2 separate regions of the Mus musculus genome follow, and region 1 is linked to region 2. The links are chromatin contacts, called in public Hi-C maps. All regions are on one chromosome and are shown on one strand. Each heading gives the region's core, a stretch centred on a gene start, on an enhancer-like site or on the middle of the called end of the contact. The rest is flanking DNA. Distances are from core to core; before and after follow the strand shown. Region 1 has its middle 55 kb from the start of Gm26075. Region 2 overlaps Umad1 (UMAP1-MVP12 associated (UMA) domain containing 1).

Region 1 (4,862 bases), core at 1,605-4,104, 70 kb after region 2:
CTACACTCAGTTCCTTGACTTTGGACAAATTGTATAATCTTGTGGGGACTAAAGTTTCTAACCCTTGAAATAGAGATAACATTGACTTTATAGTATTGAGATGATAATTAAAGAAGAGACTGTTTTCAAGGACTTAACTGAGAGCAGAGTACAGAGTATGGGTAGCACATGGCAGCTACTGGCAGTCGTGGCTGAAAATGCTATTTCATGCAGCAACTTTGTTCTCATCTCAAGCCGTCAGTATATGAAGGAATAGCTCACATCCGTGTGATCTGAAAGACACCACTTCCCTCAGAGGTTGCTCTAGTTGAATAGGCGAGGATTCGCTGGACCTCTTCTAAACCAGACCATGGTTCCTGTAAAACACAAGATACCTACAGTCCATCCAAAAGAGTCAGACTGGACCTGTCCCTGATACCTCTCCACAAAGTTACTATTGCCCACCACGTGCAGTAAATCCCTTAATACCTGCTCATCAGAATCTTCCTTGGGAAGATGGTTCTTGCTTTTCTGAAGAACCTTTGTGGGGTCATTTGAAGAGATCAAATCTATTATTTAATACCTATTTTGTAATTTTAATATAAACTATGATAGAGTCCCTATCTACACAGAGTGGGTATTCCAGTTAGTAATTTTCCTCTTTGGTACAACCAAAGACCTCATAAAAGCAGTTTAAGGGAAGACGAGTGTGTACTGGCTTCCAGTTCCATGGTACAGTTATCATGGCGGCAGACGTGGCTGCAAGCCCTTGGGGTGCCTGTTCACATCGAGTCTTCCCATGAAGGAGAAATGCACAGGACTGTTGTTATTCAGCTCACGTTTTCTTTCCCTAATTCAGTCCAGGACTCCAGCCCATGGGGTGGTACCAGCCATTTCTGAGTCTTCCCAACTCATTTAACCCAGTCTAACAACCCCCTCACAGGCACACCCTGCAGCTTGTCTTCTAAGTCATTCTAGAGCCTATGAATTTGACTGTATTAACTATGTCAGCAAAAATCTGGTCATTTTGTCAACTGGCCACAGTACCCTCTTATTGGAAATTCTTTGTTTGGCTCAATATACACTGGGAGGGAGGGGAGGGGAGTCCAAAGTTCATCAACTTAAAATATAACTTAAATGTTTTACTGGTTGATGTCCTTCAGAGAGTAGTGCTCATTGTTGCCTGGGTGTCTCAAGTGGGTAGTGTGAAATAAGAATTGGCTATACTCCTGGACACATGATGCAATTGTCTACTGGTTTGAGATAAATTATTCATAAACAAGTTGGTTACTATCGTGGGATAGAGAGAGATAGACACTAGATCATTTTTGAGAGTGAATATTATATTTAGGTTTTTTTGCTCTTGAGAATGGCCCTACTGTTTAGTTAAGATTTCTTCAAGACACTAAAACTGTAGTTAGCGGTGGGGAGAGTGACTATATGATTCTGTGTTTTATGTTTCTGACACTTTTTCCAACTCTTAAAATATACGTGAGGTAGTAATGTTAAGGAGGCACAAGACAACTATCCCTAGCTTTATTTTATATTTCTTACTTAAATATAGCTGGCTGTCATCACTTCCTTAGTGATGGCTGTGATTTTAAAAATCACTACAGCAATTTGTTACAAAGAAGCATGTTCTAAACTAAATTTTGGCTTAGGTACTGCTGATAATTCAAACACATGAAGAGTCCTGAGAGCATTTTACAGAATGCTCATAGCTAGGCTATGTCTAGTTTGTCTTCTCTGCCACTGTACCAAGTCCCGCCTGGCTTGGGGGTTACACAAAGACAAGTATGTGACTTGTAGCTACTGCAGCAGCTGATGTTCAACTTGGATAGTCAATGTCCTTTCCCCATCCTCTCAGAAACATATATTCACAAACATAAATCTTCTCAAACAGTTCTCTTCCCATCAATGAAATTCATTTGTGCATCCTCCCCCTCCTTACCTGCAATAGTATTGATTTTATCATATGTCAGCTTTGTTTAACTGTAGGAATGGAATTGTCTGAATATAAAGTTAAAAGCACTGAAGTTGTGAAATGCCAGTCTTAAAGCTCTCCTGCCAACAATAAATCCCCCTTACGGCCCTCTCTGCACACCACATCGATTTAATAGCCCAACTAGCCTTTCTGCACACCACATTGCTCATTTAATAGCTCGGCTAGCTACCCTCCATCCTTTACAGGAAGCTGTTAATTATGGTTTCCTGGGTTTTGCGTGGTTGTGTTCAAGTGTTCCTTTCCTTTTGAAATATCTGGTTCATTTTATTCTCTATATTTCTCCTCTTCACTCTATGGCGTGATGATGTAGTTGAGGAGATGATGTAGTTGACAAAGAATGGTCCCAAACTAAAAATGTTCTAAGCCTTAATTACCTTAGAGTCAGGGTTAAAACTTGTTGTCTACATTATCTGTCCTTTGGGGGATGGGGTGGGTAGTAAAATATAAATATGAAATCATACCCACGATGTGTAGTAGCCTGGCTGGCCTAGAATTCACTATATAGAAAAAGCTGACCTAGAGTTTGTAAGACTCCTCCTGCCTCTGTCTCCCAGGAGCTGGGATTAGAAATATATTCCACCCCACCCAGTTTACGGTGTATTTTATCACCAGAGTAACTTAGTGACTTGTTGCTGTCTTCGGCACACCTTGCAAAGGCATGATAAATTTCTCCCTGTAACCCGTCCCTCAGCGGCAGCAAATTCCCCACAGTGTTGCTTGATTAGGGCTGAGGAAGCTGAAGTTGAGTGTTTCCCAGTTCGGAATGTGCTTCTGTCCAGAGGCTGTCTTGTGTGCAGAGCTGGCTGAAAGGAGCTTGGACAGCCATGCTCAGAGCTGGAAGTCTGGCTAGGCTGGCTGGGCCGGGAGCAGTGAGAGGTCAAAGCTCTGGTTGATTTCATGCTCCTCTGGCGTGCCCCACAGACTGTAGCCTCCACCCAGAGATGCTCTGGCAAGAGTGGGAGGCAGCTGGACAGATCAAGAAAGGCCTTTTGTCCCTGCTGTTCTATAGCAGGCCTTATTTAGAGCAACAGATGCAAATGGACAGGCTTGACTTCCATCTCATGCAGAATGGGTTTAAAATCCCAGGGCTTTGCCTCCAGTTTGAAAGCTTTGTGTAATTATTTGGAAGTTTTAGAAGTGTGTAGAATTTTGTTGTTTTGGTTTGGTTTTGGTTTTGGTTTTGGTTGTTTGTTTTTTGGAAGCTTTAAAGAGAAATCTATGCTTTCTCCCTAAAATAAACCACTTAACTTTCATTTTAATGCCTAATACTAAATACCTCTGTCTCTACGTCCCTTGGTCCCTTCTTTCTTCTTTAACTAAAGATTACCACGAAGAAGGTTAACAAGGAAGTGCCTGGGAGGTAGCTTAGCCTTGCAGCAAGAGGACCAGATTTTGATTCACAGAACCTAGGAGTTTTAAAAGCCGAGTGTGGTGGTACACGCTCTAGGAAGGGCTCAGGGACTTGCTGGTCAGTCAGCCTAGCTTATGCAGAAAGCCCCAGGCCAGCAAGAAACCAATTTCAGAAACAAAGTAGATAGCTTCTGAGAAATGATGCTTAAGGGTGACCTTTGTGCGCTCAAACATGCACAGACACATGGACACAAAAGCATGCAAACAACAGAAAAATGAATGTTAATAAAATCATGGGAAACAACGACTTTTTCCATCTATTTTTATGTGTTGTTGGAGACAACCATGTGATGTTTTCATTCAATCTAGGAGGACAAGTGGATCTAGGATGGTATGGAAACCTTCAGCTTTAGAAACTGTATCTAACATAATCCAAAGGGGAAATTAATTTTTCACTTTGAAGATGTTCACTAGCACAAACACCAAATTATTGAATAGCTGAGTCTCCTGAGAATTGTCATCTGTCACCTGATGCTTCCCAATGGCTCCGGGAGTAGGAGCCTGTCTCTTTGTCCTGACTTTAGACTCTGCCTTAGGAGACCATTTCCCAAAGCGATTAGAAACAGCATATTGTTTTATTAGGCACCAACTTAGAACCATTGTGGAACCACTCAAAGTTGTCCTGTTTCCCCCAAACACGAAAGTAGTGGATCTATTGAAAACAATGAGAGTTAGTGCAGACAGACTGAGTGGAGATGGTACTATTGATTGTGGGGTGATCTGCAGCCCCCCAGGACAGCAACTGTGAGCATCAGGCAGGTACAGAGACAAGCTCCTAGGGCTGGGTTGTGGAAATTCAGGGCTCACCTAAAGGCAGTATGGTAAATAAGTCATTTTAATCTTAAACTTCACAGTAGATTTGAAAGTAGGTATAATTTAAGTTATTCATTTTCTATGATGTCCCATATTACAGTATGAATACTTAAAGCTTAAAAGAAACAATGGACTTATGTTCAGAGCAAGCCACTTTCTGAAGAATTAGAAGGTGACTTGAAGAATAACTTTATACACACCTGACTGCTTTCTTTCATAGACCAACAGAATCAACTAATCTGGACCCTTGGGACTCTCAGAGTCTAATCTTCAACCAAAGAACATACATGGGCTGGACCGAGGTCTCCCTGCACTTACATAAAAGATGTAGAGTTTGGTCTTTATATGGGTCCCAAACAACTGGAGCAGAGGCTACCCCAAAAGCTGTTGCCTGTCTGTGGATACGTTCTTCTAGCTGGCCTGCCTGCCTGGCCTCAGTGGGAGAGGATGTATATAGTCCTGCAGAGACTTGAAGTGCCAGGGTTTGGGGGATACCTATATGGTCCCCAACTGCTCAGAGGAGAAGGGAATGGGAGGATGGGGGGAGGGTTGTGGGAGGGGGTGACCAGGAGGGGGCAGTGATCAGGATGTAAAATGAATAAGTAAAATTAATTCTTTTTTTTTTTTAAAGAGAGATTTCTGAGGGAGAGGGGAG
Region 2 (5,110 bases), core at 1,567-4,066:
AGAAAAACAGTTTATGTCTTCTTTTTCCGTAAAAAAGTTGTTTTATCCTGGAGGGAATGTTAGTATGTTAGGGTTCTCTATGCACAATGTATTAATAGTATCTAATCACTGAAGTAATTATCTTTAAGGCTTAGGGGAATGTTGGGCATTAGTTTACTACTTAGGTGGAAGAGATCGGCGTGATTGTGCAGCTTTCTGCACAGTGACTCATTCGCACGTCTTCCTGCAGCACGAAAGCACGTGCATCAGTGAGGTCAGGGTCTGCCCTGTCTGTCTCAGCACAGGATCCAGAGTGTGTGCCCAAGAAGACTGTCAAATGAATACATTCATTACAATTCATTAATTAATAATGAGCTACAAGTAGAAAGTTGCCTTTATTTTAAGGGATTTTTAATAATTTTCACTAAGCAAATGTTTTATAATCAAGGGAAAACTTACTTAAACTGATGAATAGGAAGAAAAATCATTTTATTTTTTTACTTACCTGCATTTATTCTTTCATTCATTCATTCCACAAATATTTACTAAACCGTGACTATACCTAAGACACAGTACAAAGAACTGGGTAGATAATGATGAAAGAAATGGATGCAAGAAAGAAACTATCTACCTTGTGCACCAAGCACGTGATCTCTTCAATTTCACTTCACTTCAAGCACAGAGCGAGAGCTCAGTGTTGACCATGTGACCCCCTGTGATTGGAATAAAGCACTGCTCAGTGTTGACCATGTGACCCCCTGTGATCAGAATAAAGCACTGCTCTGCTGGAGGCTCAGGAAGTAGCCACCATGACTTTGTAAGTTCTAATTGCTTAGTGTCTTTATCAGGTTACTGTTACAAAGCGCCATACTGTATACTGGCTTACAGACAGTAGGAAGTCATTTTAAGTTCCAGAACTGGGAACCCCAACATCAAGGTGCTAGCAACTTTGCTATCAGATAAGAGAGCCTGCTTTTTTAGTTCATGGGTGGTTCCTTCTTGTGTCATCACATGGAGCTTTGACCGTCACCCCTTATTAAAGGAAACAGTCCACCTTATGAAGGTTCCACCCTCACGACCTAATTATCTCCCCAAAGCCACATCTCTTAATGCTATTACATTAAGAATTCAGTTTCCACATGTCAAACCAAACAGGTGGGGGTGGGAGGAACTGCAGCATAATAAAGGATGTACTGGATATGTCTATACAGCTTGACAGTTTACTTGTCGGTCTGGAGTCTTCCAAGGCTCCTTCTTAAGGAAAGGAGCATTCAGAGTCACCAGGGAATTGAGCTAGCTCATTGTCAGGCTGTGTTCTAGACTTTCCATTAGTACCTCAGAGGCAGTGTACATACTCAGATGAGTTAGAAGTGCTTTCTGAGCAATGGAACAACCAGTGTTCGCTATCAGAGAGCACAAAAGAAACGGGTGCTCCAGAGGAAACCACATAGTTAAATCATAAGAGGCTATCTATGGTTTATCATAAAAAAGTCAAAATTATTTGTCTTTACCTTAAACACCTAAAATAGAATTCTTTATTTCTCTTCTTTAAAAACCCAACAATGAAAACATTGTTGTATAGTCTGTACTGCTTATACCTTCACGTAGAAAAAAACTATCATCTAATCTGGGAGTTTTAAGCTCTGGTGAGAGACTCACAACTCCCACAGTGAGTGTAGTATGTATGAGCCTATGGCCCTGAGTATGGGACTGTCTAGCCAGCAGACTGCATTTTACTTATATCTAAACATTTCAACCTTCACTTGACCATGGAGAGGTCTACTTGTTGATTTTTGCAGCCCCAAAGCATCTCTGTCCAAGTTTTCATCATCTCGACATATCACCATTATCTATGGCAGGTGTAGAACTGAATCCCTGAGGCATCCTTGGCTCCACTCTGTCCTTCACATTCCTTTTTATCTCTTTCATGTCTTGTCATCCTAGCCTCTGGATTCCAGCAGTCCCTCAGCCTTGCCACTGTTAGAACACAAAGCCACCACTTGTGCCAGGTTTCTACCTCCAGTGTTCCCTTAGAGCCTACTGGTAACATAGCAAACCAAAGTAAATGTCAGGCACACTGTTTATTGGCTTGAGACTAGCTGAGTTCTCACTAAGGAGAATGAGCACTTAAGCCTAGAGCGGGCTCCAGGAACCCCTTCCCCTTCCATTCTCATTCCTCGCCATGCCCCAGCCTTCCGTCTGGGCCACTGGCCTTCCTGTCATTTCATGATGCTGAGCTCTTTCTCTTCTTGTCCTGTTGGCTGCTGGCACTCATGCTCCTTACCAGAGCTTGCCTTGGCTCTTCGTTGTCATAGAAACTATCATTTATTTTGCTAGCCTTTCTCATGACTATCTCTGCTGAAGTGTCACACCCCCAGTCGCCACCACATAACTTTGTTTCATCTTCTCCACTACAGTTATCTCTGTTTCTGATCATTTATTTACCACCTGTTAGAATTAAAATAGACCTTATAACTCAGATTCACATCTGGTATATACAAAGTCCTTTCAAAAAAATATGTTAGCAATTGATTCAACAACCAAATAAGAAAGCCGAATGTCATTTGGATGCATTTGTCTTACCTCCTCATCAAGTCCTGATGAATCTACCTACTGAGCATTTTCATAGCAGGCTTCTTTTCCCTCAGCTAGGTCCTCATCTGTGCACTTGACTGTTACTGGATCACTGTTTCTTTCCCAGATCTCTTTCTTCAGTACCTCTAAAATGCCTTGAGTAAGAACTTAACCTCAGACTCTATTCAACCGCTACCTCTTGTGACCTCTTTGCTGCTGCAGCCAAAGACAACCCCATCACTTCTGACCTCTTGTGCTGTTCTTGATGACTTCACTGTAATGCCATGCTTAGAAGGCAGAGCTCACGGCTTTGTTAGCTTCACAGCCTCCTGTGCCATAAATGCACTGGCGGTGACTTCAGTTTCTGATTAAGTAAGTGGTCTTCTTTAACAAATTCTGTCTTCTGTTTTATTAGAAACTGAATATCTTCTCTCTAGAAAAAGAAACATGTTTTGTGTTTTGTTTTGTTTCAACTTCTTAGTAGTTAACCATTTTTTAAAAAAATCTTACTTTTGGCATTCTCATTAACAACAAAAAAATGATTTAATGATTTTTAGATAGTTTTGAAGCGCATATATTCGATAAAGATATTATAATTAATATACTAGCAGGGAGAGTCATAGTTCACTTTATTATTTTTTAAGGAGAGAAATGGTTTATTTGGTAACAAGGAATAAAAAAGAAATTCTTTAATTCTTCTCTCTTGTGGTGGTTGAACTGCAGTGGCCAGATGGACGCCACACAGGAATCGCTTCCTCAGACCAGATCTCCTGAGATTCAGACACCATAGTTGCATGTATCTTCTAGACAGAGGGGCTGGTCTCTGTGCTTGCTCTCTGAGGTTTTAGTGGCCATTGCAGTTTCCTTCTTGTCTTCAGGCTTCGTGGCAGGAAACAGAAGTACTTCCTTGATTTTGTTGGAATCTGTGAGAAACATAGTAAGTCGATCGATCCTCATGCCCCAGCCGACTGTGGGGGACAGCCCATATTCCAGGGCAGTGCAGAAGTTCTCGTCTATGAAGATGGCCTCGTCATCACCAGCAGCCTGGGCCTTGGCTTGTTCTTCAAACAGCTGTCGCTGCCACACAGGGTCATTCAGCTCAGTGTGGGCATCACATCCCCCTTCTTCATGACGAATGGCTCAAAGCACTCACTGAGACCCTCTTGGGAGCAGTGCCATTTGGCCAAAGGACCCATGATCTGTGAGTGACCACAGATGAGTGTAGGACTGATCATGTCACTTGGAGGAACTTTCCAACAAGCTTATCAAGGGGCCTGGCTGTGGGCCGAGGTGGGGGCCATTCAATATCTTTTGCAACACAAATATCATCAAGAATTTTTCGAGTTTCTTCAATTTCAAAGAGACTTGTTTGTGGCAGCTTCACACCTTGGGCTTTCTCAACCTCTTCTACCGTGCTGATGGCTTTGGTAGGGTGAAGTCAGTCTTTTAGGCTTGGCCTTCTGGCCCATCTGGGTAGTAGGCGATCTTTTAACTGCCTGTAATGTTTTTCACCATTTCTGACAGCATCTTCTCTATGATTTCCATGAGGTCATGATAGTCTGCATAGGCCATGTAGAACTCAAAGGTGGTGAATAGGATTGTGAGTCAAATCAATCCCTTCGTTCCATAACTGGCACCCAATTTCATAAGCGTGGCCAGTGGCACAACTACCAGCATCTTGTGGTAGAATTCTGGAGCAATTCTCATATACAAGTTCATGTCCAATTCATTGTGATAGGTGATGAAAGGTTTGGCCACAGCTCCCCAGTGACGAACACATCATGGGAGTTTCAGTCTCTTGGGATCCTAGCTCATCCAAGAAACTTCTTATATATGTGATGATCTCAGAGCAGACGATAAATTTCTGCCTCACAAAGTCGTTTAGGATCAAGTCCAAGTATCTCTGGTGATACTGTGTTTCCTTGTCTTTGAGACCAAAGTGACAATGAGGCAGCATGTACAGCAGTGTGATCTCCTAGGGTGATGCTCAGCTCACCCTTCGTGGTTTTCCCAGGATTCCCCTCAACTCCAATTATGTCTCCCTGGCGCAGGTTGTTAGTTATGTGAACAAATTCCTCTTCTGATTTATAATTCCTGGAGTTGGCCATCACTTGTAACTTGACACCCTCTGCTCAAAGGTCATAGAAGATGAACTTTCCCCCAGAGGCTCTCTTGGCATGGATGTGACCTGCCACTTTGAGGGTAACATCAGTCAGGTGGTCCCAGGCTGCAGGTGACTGTATTCTTGGATGAACTGAGTGAGTGAGCTGTCCGTCCACATGTTACTTGTGTGTGTGCGGGTTCTGCCCCACTGACCTTCAGGTGTGGACTGCTTGGCTGTGGATCTTGTAGTATTGATTTGGGTCCAGAGTCTTCTCCTCAGCACCCACACCATTGTCATCAGTGTGGTTGGTCGTGGCACAAGCAGTCTGCTTTAGCTGTTTCTCACAGAGCTCTTTCTGCTTGGCCTCTTTCTCTGCCAGTTTCTTCTCAGCTTTCAGACACCTCTTCAGCTCATTCTTGCTTAGTTTCAGCTGGCCATCCACTTAGACTTCAC

The links. A called contact is a pair of places that touch in the nucleus more often than the background predicts.
Region 1: a contact with region 2 is called in a Hi-C map of muscle stem cells, with 1.6 times the contacts expected there. The contact joins two enhancer-like sites. A contact is called at or near these places in 3 of 39 promoter capture datasets (the C10 cell line, the HPC-7 cell line and pre-B cells) and 3 of 484 Hi-C or Micro-C datasets (muscle stem cells, nephron progenitors and regulatory T cells).

Annotation. Positions count from the first base shown.
Region 1 is chr6:8,444,142-8,449,003 of GRCm38.p6, forward strand. No RefSeq gene overlaps it. Among named protein-coding and RNA genes, the nearest start is that of Gm26075, 55 kb to the right of the region's middle. Within about 2 kb of position 2,855, at least 77 of the 459 cell types and tissues checked have an H3K27ac peak or open chromatin away from gene starts, as enhancers often do. A contact at or near this core is called in muscle stem cells, where this site is marked.
Region 2 is chr6:8,374,250-8,379,359 of GRCm38.p6, forward strand. The region is part of intron 3 of Umad1 (UMAP1-MVP12 associated (UMA) domain containing 1); the gene reads left to right. It also overlaps the pseudogene Gm8428. Among named protein-coding and RNA genes, the nearest start is that of Gm46952, 31 kb to the left of the region's middle. Within about 2 kb of position 2,817, at least 8 of the 459 cell types and tissues checked have an H3K27ac peak or open chromatin away from gene starts, as enhancers often do. A contact at or near this core is called in muscle stem cells, where this site is marked.